Regions from separate parts of the Mus musculus genome. Here region 1 is linked to region 2. The links are chromatin contacts, called in public HiChIP or PLAC-seq maps. All regions are on one chromosome and are shown on one strand. The core of a region is the stretch at or near the end of the contact, and the rest is flanking DNA. Distances in the headings are between cores, read along the strand shown.

What was found. HiChIP or PLAC-seq counts read pairs in DNA pulled down with a chosen protein or histone mark.
Region 1: a contact with region 2 is called in an H3K27ac HiChIP or PLAC-seq map of bone marrow-derived dendritic cells, with 5 times the contacts expected there. The contact joins the promoter of Olfr111 here to the promoter of H2-M3 in region 2. A contact is called at or near these places in 2 of 484 Hi-C or Micro-C datasets (bone marrow-derived macrophages and cerebral cortex), 4 of 115 datasets of contacts at active chromatin or transcription factors (bone marrow-derived dendritic cells, bone marrow-derived macrophages and microglia) and 2 of 9 other capture datasets (adipose tissue and macrophages).

The regions. Positions count from the first base shown.
Region 1 is chr17:37,526,161-37,532,830 of GRCm38.p6, reverse strand. It overlaps Olfr111 (olfactory receptor 111), which reads right to left and starts at 2,874. Exons shown (of 1, transcript NM_001005485.2): 1 at 1,834-2,874. The coding sequence starts at 2,852. The coding sequence ends at 1,899.
Region 2 is chr17:37,263,962-37,271,500 of GRCm38.p6, reverse strand. It overlaps H2-M3 (histocompatibility 2, M region locus 3), which reads right to left and starts at 1,267. Exons shown (of 8, transcript NM_013819.2): 1 at 1,167-1,267; 2 at 710-979; 3 at 228-503. The coding sequence starts at 1,239. It also overlaps the pseudogene Gm25104.

The sequences.
Region 1 (6,670 bases), core at 1,625-4,124, 260 kb before region 2:
AGATCACAAGTGTTTTGTAGTTATGTTCACTAGAAAATTGGTCTGTAGCTCTTCCTTGATTGATAATAAAATATAAAAACAGTAATTAAATACTCATACATACCTTTTCTGATTACTTGTTACATAACTAAAAACTTTACTCCCTCTCAAAAATTATAATTCATTTTGTATATGTTTTATATATCATGGTGTTCGGCATTTTTAGAAAAATGTTTCCTAAGCTTAAGATACTCTATAACATAGCTCTGTAAACCTAAAACAAATTTTATTGGGATAGTCCATCTTTTGAAAGAACTATGAATATGAACTGAAATACCTTACTGTCTTTTCAGCAATGTGTGTGTGTGTGTGTGTGTGTGTGTGTGTGTGTGTTCACATACATGCCAAATTGTGTATATGAAGGCTAGAAAACAATTTGTAGGTTGTCACATGGGACCCTTGGATCAAACTCAGATCACCAAGCTTGACAGAAAGTGACTACCTGCTGGATCATCTCACGGGTCTCTCATTTCTTTTACTTACATGAAATATAGTATTGTTGCTAAAATCCCTTGCCAGAGAGATATAAGCAATGTCTCCACATTTTTAATGTCCTAAGAGTTAGCAAACCCAATTATGCCAAAGTTCACTATGGGAATTAGTTTATTGAGCTTACAGAACATAGGTGAATACAGGAGTTTGGAGGTTTCTCCTCCAATAGGCTGCATCTGAAAGGCATTACCTAGCAGGAATGAGGTACCCTGTGATCACTATTCCTGGTTATCAACTTGACTACCTCTGGAATGAACTACAATCCAGAAATGGAGGGTTTACCAGATCTTGAGGCTGGAAGATACAGGTTTTTGACCTGGATCTTGACATGGAGATTTTGAGGTATAGTGGCTATATAAAGCTTAGGCCCAAGCAAGGTAGTACATGCCTTTAATTCCGGGAGACTGAGGCAAGCAGACTTCAATGTCAGCCTGGAACAAAGCAAGTTCCAGATCCAGGTGAGGTAGTACACACCTTTAACGTAGGTTACACCTTCTTCTGGAGGCCTACATAAGGTCATTGGAAGAGGGAAGATTCATTCTTCCTTGGCTGCTTGCACTTACTTTCCAGCACATCTGTTGTAACCTACCTATTCAGGATTCCAGCTGTTCCAGCTGGAAATCCAGATGTTCCAGCTGTTCCAGCTGGAAAACCAGATGAAACAGCTAGCCTTGTGTACTGAGCAACTACTAGGCTTCTGGATTTCACATTCACAGCTGTCCATTGTTGGGTTTGTTAGACTACAGAATGTAAATCATTACAATGAATTCATTTAATAATATAGAGATATTCCATAAGTTCTGTGACTATAGAGAACCCTGACAGATACCTACCCATAGTCCCATGAATGGAAACTCCTCCCCTGATCTTCTGGCCTATATACTCTAACTTCTCCCTGCATCCATGTAGTATACAACAGGTGGTAGGGAGCATGTGGATACTCAAGTAGGGTCTTGTGGTCCTTGCACTCTTCCATGAGAGGATGTAAACAGTAAACAATCCCAAATGGGATGATATTTTGCAAGGGGGTTCAGCTTAATGTTCCAAGATGGCAGTTGCTTGGCTCAGAGGACAGACTTTCACAAGTAATAAGCCATGAAGTCTATCAAGCAAATAGAAATGGAATGAGAGAGGAACCATCTTTAGACGAGGATTCCAAAATGGAGAAGACAAATAAAAAGGACAGAAACTAAATAAGTAACTCAATTAGAGACTAACAAAACAGAAACGTACACTTAAGGTTCAGTGTGCCAACTCTTCAGTTTTCAAATATCGCAAGAAGATTTTAAGTCATTGTAACTAGCAACAACTGCATGGTGAAAAAGTTAAATTTCTAATGTAAGATCATTGACCACACATAAGAGATGTTACATATCAGAAGAGAAAACAGGTGGCTGCCACTTTCTCCCTATGGCCTTCACAGCCTCTTTGATGTCCTTATTCCTCAGTGCATAAATTATAGGATTCAGCATGGGTGTGAAAACACTATACAGCACTGAGATCAATCTGTCTTTCTCTAGCGAGTAAGATGAGATGGGCCTCACATACGTGAAGATAGCACTGCCATAATAGAGAATAACAATGAGCAGGTGGGAGGCACAGGTGGAAAAGGCTTTCTGTCTCCCCTCAGAGGAACGGATCCTCAGGATGGTGGAGATGATGTAAAGGTAGGAAAGGATGATGCACAGGAAAGGAGTCCAGCCTATGAGGATCCCAATGGACAGCAAAGCCAGTTCATTGAGGGAAGTATCACCACAAGACAAGATGAGCAAGGGAGGTATGTCACAGAAGAAATAATTGATCTGATTGTTACCACAGAAGGGCAGGTGGAAGGTCAGAACGGTGTGCAACACTGAGTTGAGAAACCCACATGTCCAGCATGAGGCTGCTAACCAGCTGCACAGGGCCTTGTTCATAATAAATGAGTACCTTAACGGCTTACAGATAGCAATATATCGATCATATGCCATTGCTGCCAGGAGGAGACACTCTGAGCCAACAAAGAAAATGAATGCAAAGAGCTGGGTCACACAGCCTCCATAGGAAATGATTTTCTTCTCTGACAGAAGATGCACCATCATCTGGGGGACATTAGTAGTAGTGTAGCAGATGTCAATAAGGGCAAGATTTCCTAGGAAATAATACATGGGTGTGTGTAGGTGGGAATCAGCTATGGTCACCACAATGATAAAAACATTGCCTCCTAAAGTGCATATGTAGGTCAGAAAGAAGATGGTGAAGAGTAAATACTGCAATTCATTCAGGTGGTCGAACCCCAAGATGATGAATTCAGATGGAGCTGTTTGATTCTTTCCTTCCATGATGTCAGCTGGTTTGCCTTTGTGAATTTGACAAACAGGTGCATTGATAATAGTCTGCAAAACAACAAAGCAAGTGCTAGTACCAATAATGTCACCACCGACTACATTGGATACTGAACCACGAATGAAGCAGTTCTTTGCAAGACACAACCCATACCTGCCTCTCAAGATATATGTGCATACTCTCAGTGTTTCTCCCAGGAATCAAGTTCCTATGGATATATAATACTAACATTTTAAACTGAGAAAGATCACAGTGGGATTCTATTTTTAAGGCTTCTCTTTTCATAAAATATTTTAATTGCAAGAAGAATTACTACATAACAGTTCAATTACAAAATTACACCATATATGTGTGTGATAATAATTACATAAATAAAAAAGTTGAGATAAATAAAATGTTTTCCTTTTTAATGTCAATAAATGAAAAATATTGCTTATTTATTCAAAGTATGTATTTCATTGATTTCTGTGACATATACAATTTTATACATTTCAATTACAAGTTTGCAAACCAATCTGTCTGTATTTTTAAAAACTCCCCTCACTTTTTGTGAACTACTGTGAAGAGTTTTCAGTGGTGGGAAAGGAAAATTGGAAAAAGTTTTTCATTTTTATAGTGTAATATCTCTCATCACCAGAATAAGTGAAATTTGTAGCACAACATTCATTCCACTCAAGAAAAATCTCCAAATCCTATTTTCCGATTCACATCTTATCTACTTCTTATATCTGCTCTGCTTTTATTATTATTTTTTTTTAATTTGGGCTTCTGTGGAAGAATTAAGCCAATTATATAGGCTCATGTTTTCTGTTCATTTTATTTAGCAAGCATATTTTCATAACTCTGTATGCCACATATGGGCATGTTTACTACAGATGACAAGACAGAATTTAACCATGCCCTAGAATGATATACTGAAGGTTATCTTGCATAAAATAATTTCATAATATCTAATAAGCATAATTACCACTGTAAAGGAAAACAGTAAAGAAGATGACCTAGTCTGAATACAAAAACTTCCCAGAAAAAATTTATTTGAGCCTCATGAATGAACATGAACATGAGTTGAGTAGATCAGGAGCTAAAAGTAGAAATCTCTTCACATAAAAACAAGGGCACATGAAAAGGAGCCAGGTGTAGGGGAAGCATGAGACCTTAATGTAAGCAAAGATGCTGCACTTCAGGGAGCAAAGGCAAGAGACTTCTTCGGGAAAGATGAAATCATTAAGATATAAGAGTAATAGGAAAAAATACAAGGTCATGAGATGTCTGTGTTCTGAGAAAGACAAGTGTTCCCAAAATAAAATATTAAATATTTGTCAAAATAAAGCAAGGGTACAGACAATGAAATCAGGGTGTGGGTGGGGAGAAGCAGATGAAATGAGCCCAATGGATTTGCTCTTTCAGTCATCCAGAAAAGGGTCATTGAACTTCACTCTAGAGAACTGGGTTGAAAAGACATCAAGAAGCTGGGTGACATCAGGGAATATCATCTCTAAAATTCAAAATGAGCAAGGAATACAGGTCTAGGATGATAATAGAATTATGTTAAATACTTTTTAAATGAGACATGGGATAATTCTGAGGGGATCTCCTTCATGTTAGAAAAGATACAGGGGTTAAATAATTTTCTTGAAATGATACTGATTAAAATATGGCAATATTGAGAGTCACATTTCAGTCCATTTGAAGCCATCATCTGTGTCCTGTGCTCCTAGTTTAAAAAATGGCCTGTGGAGTTTCTCAATGAAACAAAGACAGTGGTCCGTAGAATATAGCTGGTGTAGATCATGTTTCAGTTGTGGCTATGTGCAACTGGAGGCATCTTTGAGATACCCAAGTAAATATTAAGAGAATTAGTAGTTGAACTTTAGAAGCCCCAGAGAGTAGGCAGCAGCACCAGGAGCACAGGAGCATGGCCTGACCCTCCTGAGAGTTTGCTAGTTCTTTTTGTAATATTTCACGTAACAGGAATGTATGAACTACAAAGATAAATCGTGGTATATCAACATACATGTGAATGGAAGCAGATGAAAGAAAGGAAGGGATAAGGAGATGAACATTTTTAAGGCCTCAATTAATTTGCCACACTCATTATCTATACATAAAAGAAAGACAAGGACAAAAATAGAATAAAGAAACCCAGGGAGCTCTAAATCAGAGTTGAAGTATAAAGCCTCATGCAAGGATGTTGTTTGTAAGTCCAAGAAAAACCCTAGTTACCCACTGAGATGATTTCATGAGAAACTTTTCGTGTGGATGACTGTTTCTTCATGAAAAGGCCTTATGATATCAGCAATCTAGAGCCTAGTGACAGAGGGAGCAACAGGGTGACAGTTCTCTTCCCTCTTCAGTGTCTGTTTCACACTCAGAGAGCAAACTGAGGCTCTGAGGCACATAGGTTTTGACAACTAGTCTCACACCAAGTATCCTGTGCCCTGATATCTTCTTTTCTCTTCTTTGTTCTCGTTCATCAGCAAGCTCTCTCATGGTAAAGCAGATACATAGAATAACTGAAACCATGAATATTTCTCCACTAGGGTTACAGCCTTGACAGTTTTCCCAAGACAGGCTTCATAAGTCTAGTATTTATAGACACATAACCTGTATGTTTCTTCCTAACCCTATTTCTGTCTGTCAGTCTTTATTTATTCAAACCTCAATTTAAATGACACCTTTACATTCAGTTACAAAAAGATGTTTTTCCCTTCTTGGAAACTCAGGGGCCTTTGGTTCAAGATCAGCTATGAAAATTAAGTATAATCTGTTTATTTTTCTGACTTTAATCATCTATTCCAGTGATAAATCTTTTCAGAATACATACCCCACCTTAAGTATTTTCTAGTAAAGTAATGAATGTATGTGTTTAAAAAGTGAGCAATAACCCAACCCTTTTGGAATGTCAGACACTAGTAAAATTTCCAAGGAAGAAAGAAAGGAAAAAGGAAAGGAAAGAAAAGTTCTTGCCTTTTACATGGTTGGAATGCTGAAAATCTTGGGGGAAAGTTCCTAAAAACCATCATATTAGAAATGAGAGAAGTTAAAAAACTTGCCATTATAAAGAATAACTAAGGTCAGACACTTAACAAATCCACACTAAAACCAGAAATATTTCTGTTTCCAAATCTAGAATAAAATTTTGTAACTATTTCCTGAATGAGATAGGCTAACTCAGCACCAAACAGCCTGGGCACAATAAATCACCAATAAAAAAAATAAGTGCTCACTCAGAAGTACAGGGAAAGTGACCCTTTTTTCTTCTCTTGCAAAACTAGACCATATAACACGAGAAAAAAGAAAAAAGATTCATTTTATTTTATTTTATTTTATTTTATTTTATTTTTAGGAATCTTGCATGGTGAGAACTCAAGGACAGTTTTTAAGCACCTACAGGGAAATTTATTCCAAACGTTTAAGCGAAAAATGTCCTCTCTCTTAAGGAACTTTCATGTCTAAGGAATCTAATGACTCTCTTTATAGAAAGTACTGAAGAGAACAGCCTTAGAAATGCAGAATCTTTGCATTGTCCAGGTCATCTAAACTATACCTTCTGCAGACAACTGGGGGAAAGTGTATTGGCCATTACCTGTCACTGAAAGCACATTAAAAAAAAACATGTAAAATCTTAACACAAGAGCCCAATAATAAATAAGTGATAGATGCAACACTATCAGACAATTCTTGTAAGGAATACAAAGTATCCTCCTGACTATTCTCTGCAATCCAATCAGTAGTTCCTTTATTAAATAAAGAATCAGCAGGCTAACAAAGACCTATCACATAGAAATTAATCAAAATTAAAGACCCCCCTCTC
Region 2 (7,539 bases), core at 18-2,517:
CTCCTTCCATTCTGGGACAGATTCAAATGTTCTGAAAGTAGGGTCAGCCCTGGGGACAGTCACTCTCTGATGTTGGATCAGGAAGGCCAGTACCACTCTTCCTCCTCCTTGTGCAGTATTCCAGCGGATCTGGTATTTCCTCCCTCCCCAGACATCAAGAGCCTCACTTGTATGTTTGAGGGGGTTATCTTTGCTTACTAAAAGTGGTTCCTAGTTGTTCCTCATACCTGCTCGCTGAAGAATCTCCTTGCCATTCCGCAGGAATCTGTGGAGCAGCTCCAGGCACTCTCCCTCCACATAGGCCCTGAAGTACTCTGCTGTGCCAGCTGACTCTAAACGGCTCTTCGTGATCTGAGACACCATGTCCACTGCAGTCCAGGAGCTCAGGTCTTCATTCAGGGTGATGTAATCTGAGCCATCATACGCAGCCTGATAGTGGGCTCCAAGAAGGCGCATGTCTGGCCCTACCTCACAGGAAACCATCCACTGCAGGATGTGAGAGCCTAGCCACAAACAGGGTGTCAGCCTTAGCCACCTCACCCTGCTCCGCCCGCCAACAGGATTTGGACCTAAACTGAAAGTGAAACCGGTTAAAGGTTTCTGAGAGCTCTGAAGCCCAACTCCAAACATCTAACCTGGCACCCAGGGCTACTCTGGTTTGGCAGTAGACAGACAGGAAGGAGTCTGACCCAGGCTTAGGGTCACTCACCGCCTTCACTCTGGTTGTAGTAGCGGAGCAGGGTCCGAAGGTTTGCTCTGGCACTTTGTGCAATATTCTTGACCTTGAGTTTCAGCTCCTTCCAGTACTCTGGTCTTTCCTTCTCCATCCAAGGTGCACGAGGTTCCATCCTCGGAATTTCCTCAATGCTATCACAGCGCTGAAACTGCACGTCGTCAACATAGCCCACAGAGATATACTGGGGCTCCCCACGGCCCGGCCGTGACACCGCAGTGTGGAAATAGCGCAGTGAATGTGAGCCTGGGGGCGAGGCAGGGTAACTTCAGAACTCTTCCCTGATAACCCCGGGCCAGTGAACAAGCATTGGGTTGGGGGTGGGGCAGGGAGCGGAACTCAGGTCCCGGCAGAAAAGGGATCCCCGAGCACCTGGTCCCGATGCCGTGATCCTCTCTTTAGAGGTTATTTACTTCCCGACCCCTGAACTCACCAGAACCTGTTTGGGTAACAGCCAAAGAGACCACCACCATGTGCAGGAGAGCGCGGTTGCTTGAGGACCCCATCCTTCCCGTGGTAGCCCTGATTAGATTCGCTAAGTACACGCCAACCAATTAGAATGGGAATTGGAGAAGCGTCATCAGTATCCGGGCAAAAGTACCCGACAAAGTTTACAGAGTTACAGAGAAGTGAAACCTCAGAGGAAATGGGGGAATCTCCAATGCTGGGTTAAACCTGGAAACTGGGCTTGGATTTGATCTCTGTTCTCCTACACTGAGTACTTAATGTCACGTTTCCTAGAACATTTTTAATATTCTAGGATCAGTATGTTCTCTAAAACAAACAAAACGGTTTTTTTTTCGTTTTGTTTTATGTGTACTGATGTTTTGCTTATATTTATGTATGTGCACCTCATGAATGCCTGGTGACAGCAGAGGCTAGAAGTGGGCATCTGACACCCTGGAACTTGTGATACTGGTCCTATCAATTGCCACATGAGTTCTGGAAATAAGACCCAGGCAAACTCCATGGATAAGTTTTATGAGTTAGGTCTACCAATAATTATCACTTGGGGTGCACACTTATAAACCCAGTCTCCAGGACATATAGGATTTTGGAAGGAGTTCAAGGTTGTCTTCAGCTAGGGAGTTCAGTAACACAGTGAGATGAGGAGCTCTGGTAAGAAATGTTCCAAGAGGTCTTATGGTCAAACCTTTTAGTTATTAGGAGTGGAAGCCCCTGAGTTTTTCTTGTTTGCAAGCTCTAAAGTCCTCCCATCCCACTGGGGATCCAAGCAAGAGTTCTTGGAATCAGTGTAGGCACAGGAAACTGACTTGGATGCAGATTCATTAACACAGTTGGCAATTTGGGAAATAGCTCTGGCAGATAGAAAACAAGGACAATATTTAAACAAAAATATTGAGATAAAGACTAATGAATCTAAAGTTGATTTTAGCAGTTTGATGGTTTGCCATAGACAATATGATTACTCAATTTTCACTCAGAAATCATATTAGTCACAAATGTCATAAATGAACTGTTTAGATGGTATGCTGTATTTCAATAGGCCCACTTGCTGTATATAAACAGCAGTCCCTACAGGTAAATTAGCCAAACTCTCACCCCTATTGCTCAATTTCCATGTTGTTTTGTCTTGTTTTATATTTTGAGACAGGGTTTCTTAGTCCTATCTGTCCTGGACTCAATTGGTAGTTGATGTGGCCTTGAACTCACAGAGATCCTCCTGCCTCTGCCTCCTGAGTGTTGGGGTCAAAGGTGTGCAATGCCATGCCTGGTTCAGACTCCATGTTTGATCACAAATGATCCACGGTGTCAGTAGAACTCAGCTTAAAGCTCGTCATTTTAATTTGCAGTATATTACTCTAAGTTTCATGACTTTCTGCATTCACTATATGTTGGATTTCTCAAGAACTGCTGTGGCGCTGCCCCACCTTTGATATTATTGCCACCCTTTCCTCTCTTGTAATTGGCCAAAGGTTTTACCAAAATGTTATTATTTTCAACATCAATGAAATGACTAGAACAAAAAGAAAATGAGTGGCTTGATTCTTATGGGAAATGAAATTTGGACAGAGTGATTCCTTGGAGAGAAAACCCCAAGATGTTAATGCCCAAGATGCTGCTGGGAAAGTATGAGAGGGTTCATTCTGGTCTTCCCTCTGTCAGAACACAAAGTGAGATCTGCTGAGATTAAGTATTGTAAGTATAAGTAAATTCATCTATCCATTTTAAAGTATGTACTGCAGCTTAGACTGATGTAATACTGGCATAAAATTTCTCTCATTTCCCCCTATTTCTATATCTCTCACTTTCTCTTTTACCCCTCCCTTCTTTCATCCCTCACTCCCATCCTTCCTTAGACAAGTTGTCCTATAGGCCAAGCTAGTGTGAAAATCTCAATGTAGCTCAGGTGAACTAACCTTTTCAACTCTTTTTTAAAAAATTATTAATTCAGTTTTTTTTTATACTTTAAATCCCTATCACAGTTTCCCCTTTCTCCTTTCTTCCCAATCTCTCCCTTTCCACTCCCCTCCCTCTCTCCTCACAAAAGGATCCTCCAATGGATATCAACCCTCCTTAGCATTTCAACTTGCAGTGAAGACTAGGCACATATTCTCCTACTGAAGCTAGGTAAGGCATCCCAGTTAGGGAAAAGGAATTCAAAGGCAGACAACAGAGTCAGAGACAGCCCCTGCTCCTGCCGTTAGGAGTCCCACAAGAAGACCAAGCTGAGCAACTGTTACATATGTGCAGAGGGCCTAGTGACCCTCTATCTCTTGAAATCTTGGCTTATGTGTAATGTGCCTTCACATGGATTTACAGGGTCTTATTTTTTTTCCCTCTGTTGAAAGGAAGTTTAGACCACAGCAATGGGTGAGTGAGGGTAAGTGGGGGACATCTTTAATTGCAGGTGGTGAAAATTACACCATAGACAGAGTAGGTTCACTGTATAAGTCACTGTCTGGAAATCTTTTATTTTCCTGGTTTGTTTATAGATTTGTGGGAGAGGGATGTGTACTCTGGGTGTCCGTGAAACTTTCAGATCTCAGGATAGGCTGTGTGATCAAGCATTTGATATGTTGTAAATATATTCAGGATGTGTGTGTGTGTGTGTGTGTGTGAGAGAGAGAGAGAGAGAGAGAGAGAGAGAGAGAGAGAGAGACTTTAGTGGATCTGGTGATAGAGTTGGGCATATGCATTCATGTAAGAATGAGAGAGGAGATAAGGAGAAGGGAGAAAGACCAAAGAATTAGAGTATTCATCTCTTATCTGAATTATCTGTTAAAATCAATATTCATCAAAGTAGCAGGTTATGTTCCAGTGTTGGTAACAAATTAGGTTATATTTGGTGTTAAATAAACACATGACTATGTAGGAGTGTTTATAGTGGAAAGGGGTGAATATATTATCAGAAAAGATAAAAATAATTTGTGAACTGTAATAGGATATACTTCTTACATCATTTCTTGTACATAGTCCCAAATCCTTGGCCATGTGTGTCAGTTAATATGATTTGTGATTCTTGAAATGTCCTACCATCAACAGTTACATTTAGAACATTTCTCCTAGCTTTTCACAGTGGCAGTATCGTAGCCAATGAGGTTTATCCAAGGCAAGATTATTGCTAATTGAGAACATTTCTCCTCCACGTGTGTGCATGGCAGCCATCTCCTTGCTGTCTGTGTTGAGTCACTGATAATATAGTGAAATTTCCATACTGCTTCTGAGGCCAACTAATCTGAATACATCATACAGGACAATAAAATGACAAAACCACTATGCCTCTGTTGCTAAAGTCATTTACTCAGTCTAGGACATAGATCACTTGTCTTTGGTGTGTTGTTTTCATGTGTTCTAATTATCATTAAATTTAACATCATGATCAGGGGAATCTTGTGGATAAAGTGTAGATGCAAACTGTGATAACAAGTAAATATGATCTCATGAAGTTTGCTATCAAACACTGACTAGGTAATAATATAGGCTCTTAGCCCAGTAAACGCACAGAGGGCAGGTAAAAATGATAGGTGTTGTTTTAGATGCTGAGGTTGGTTACAGTATTGAGAAAATTTAAAAAGTATTTTTGTTTCTCCCTAGTTATTTCTTTTAAGTTGGAGATATGTAATAAGACTCAATACACCAAATTAAGATCCAATCTATTGATAACAACAGAGCAGAGAAGGGCAACAACTCTGTGTGTGTGCGTGTGTGTGTGTGTGTGTGTGTGTGTGTGTGTGTGTTTATAAGAGATAGAAAACACAGAGTTTAGAGTAAAAATGATGGAATTATCCATGTAGACATGTAGACAAGTGCAAGAACCTTCACTCCAGTGGAGAACTGGTGCTGAATTGGCGGTCGGTGTGGTTGAGACAGGAAATTAAAAAGCAGAGAGAGATGCACAAATAGAGGAGGAAGGTGATGCAGGGTCTTCTAGTTCACCACAGTGTGTTAGACCTTCAAATAACATGGAAGGCACTGGAGAGCTCAGAGCATTACACATAGGTAACAGTAATCCCAGGTGGGTTTTAGGAGCAATATCTCTTGGTCATGAATGGAAATAATGTTATTTTAAGACACCATATAATTTATACTTATTAGTAAATGCATTAGGTACATTGCTTTTTCTACTGGTCACATTGAGTAGCTAAAAAGATTGAATATTTTAATTCTGCCCAACCTTTGTATAGAATAGGAATTGAAACACTTGAAAAAATATATACTATAGTTTTTAAAAATCTCCAGTAATTTTTATGCTGTGACCAAGGGGGACAAATGAGAATCTATACTTAGAATAACTGACTGTAGGATTGGTGAAATTTCTATTTTATGGTTTTCTGTGGTTCATTGCTTCCATAGGATGCCTCCTATGCCAAACATTTGAAAAGATTTACACATTTTCTTCTTGTTCATCTAATCAGACTAATTTGATACTTGAATTCAGTCATGTTCCTAAGATGAAGGAAGAAATAAGATAATTACTGGAACTTCACGGTTCAGACAGGTGCCTGTGCATAACCAGAAGACACAAACACACACACACACACACACACACACAAAATTCTTTCATGATCTCGCTGTTGTGCCAGTTCTTCTCTATATTACCAGCCTCTGGACATCTTCATTAGAGAGAAAACTGTACTTTTACTAATTTCAAATATTGTCTTGACAGTCCCAAATAGCTAAATATGACTCCTAGCTGACTTCAATGAATGGTATTCTGTACAAGTATTTATGAATTACACAATGTCAGGAGTGAGAATTAGAAAAACCATGGTGACCAGCCAGAAAGATAGACTGCCTAGCTAGGGGTGGAACAAGTGGGCAGAGCCACACTTAGGAGTTTCCAGTAACTAGGCACAGTACACTATGTGTAGTTAATAGGAAAGAAGAGACACTAGAGGTATTTCAGCAATAGAGTCAAGGCAAAACTGAAATGTTTGCAGCTTGAATTATAGTAATTAAAGTACAATGAGTGTGGCCAGATACACTGTTGATGTAATTAGCATTGATTGAGTTGACGAGAAAATGTCCAGTTAAGGTAAGGAAAGAAAAGGTGAGCAAGGGGCTGAGATGAGGAGGATTTTGTGGAGAACAATGCTATAACACTGTTTACATGTGTGGGAATGAAAGACATGGATGCACCGTGTGTTCAAGTCACACCAGCAGGAAAATGCCTGGAGGAAAGGTATTTCTTTGCTGAAATACTAAAATGAACCACAGAAGGGGACAATGCAGTACCCACTTCTGACTCCAATCACTACTAGGAAATTATCCACTTCATGACAAGCATTTGATGGTTTTGTTTTTTTGGTTTTGTTTTTTGTTTTTTTTATGCCAAGCACTAGGCATACTTTGAAGAGGAAAATCAGATTCTGCTTTGATCTATCATAATATATCTCGTTTCCTTGTGAAGGAGGCAAATACTAACTTAAAACTTTACTAAATGTTTAATATGTGGTGTGTGTGTGTGTGTGTGTGTGTGTGTGTGTGTGTGTGTGTGTGTTTCATAACATCCTCCATTTCACAAGTGTGGTAATCTTGGAAGGTGCAAGGTAGATCTGCCAGTCAAAGAACCATGACTTCCCAGAAAAGAAACTGACAAGGCAAGGATAAACCCTATGGTTTGAAACAATGTATTATCTCTCAGGTCAGTGAGGTACTGAGATTAGGAAAACTGAATCTGTGGTGGAGCCTTTGGTTGTCTTTTGGATTAGATAAACACACAATGATTAGACACTAGTGGCTTAAGGAAAGTTACCAGAAGTCATACACACTTCCCACACCGTCCTGTGTGTTGCTCTATGACTGTCTCAGACTCCATCAAAAAGGGAGATCTTCTGTCTTCTACTAAATCTTTCATCCAAAATAAATCTTTTTTCATTGCTTAGCTTGTAATATTATGCTAGCAACAGAAACTAACCAAGACACAAAATTAATACTGAGAAATGTGAATCTTGCTGATAACTCATTGAATATGGGCAGTGAGGCACAATGAAGTTTATGACACATCGCCAGATCAAGCTAATAAGAGCTTTAGAAGCCACATGAGACCTTATTCAATTTCATAAAAAAAAATATGTTTATCTTTATAAATTCTTTTAAATAAATAAGTAACATGATTATATTTTTTGAAAGAACTCCCTTGGAATCAGTGTGAACAATGCATTCATTGAGGCAACAGTAATTACAGTAAGTCACCCAGGAAACAGCAGTACTCTACGTAGACTTCTGGAGATGTGACCAGAGTAGTGACTTTATAGATGGGCAGGAACATTTATTGAAATAGCACTTTCAGCAAAGCACTAAACTAAGTACTGAGATGCAGCCTCTATCTTCAAAGGAAT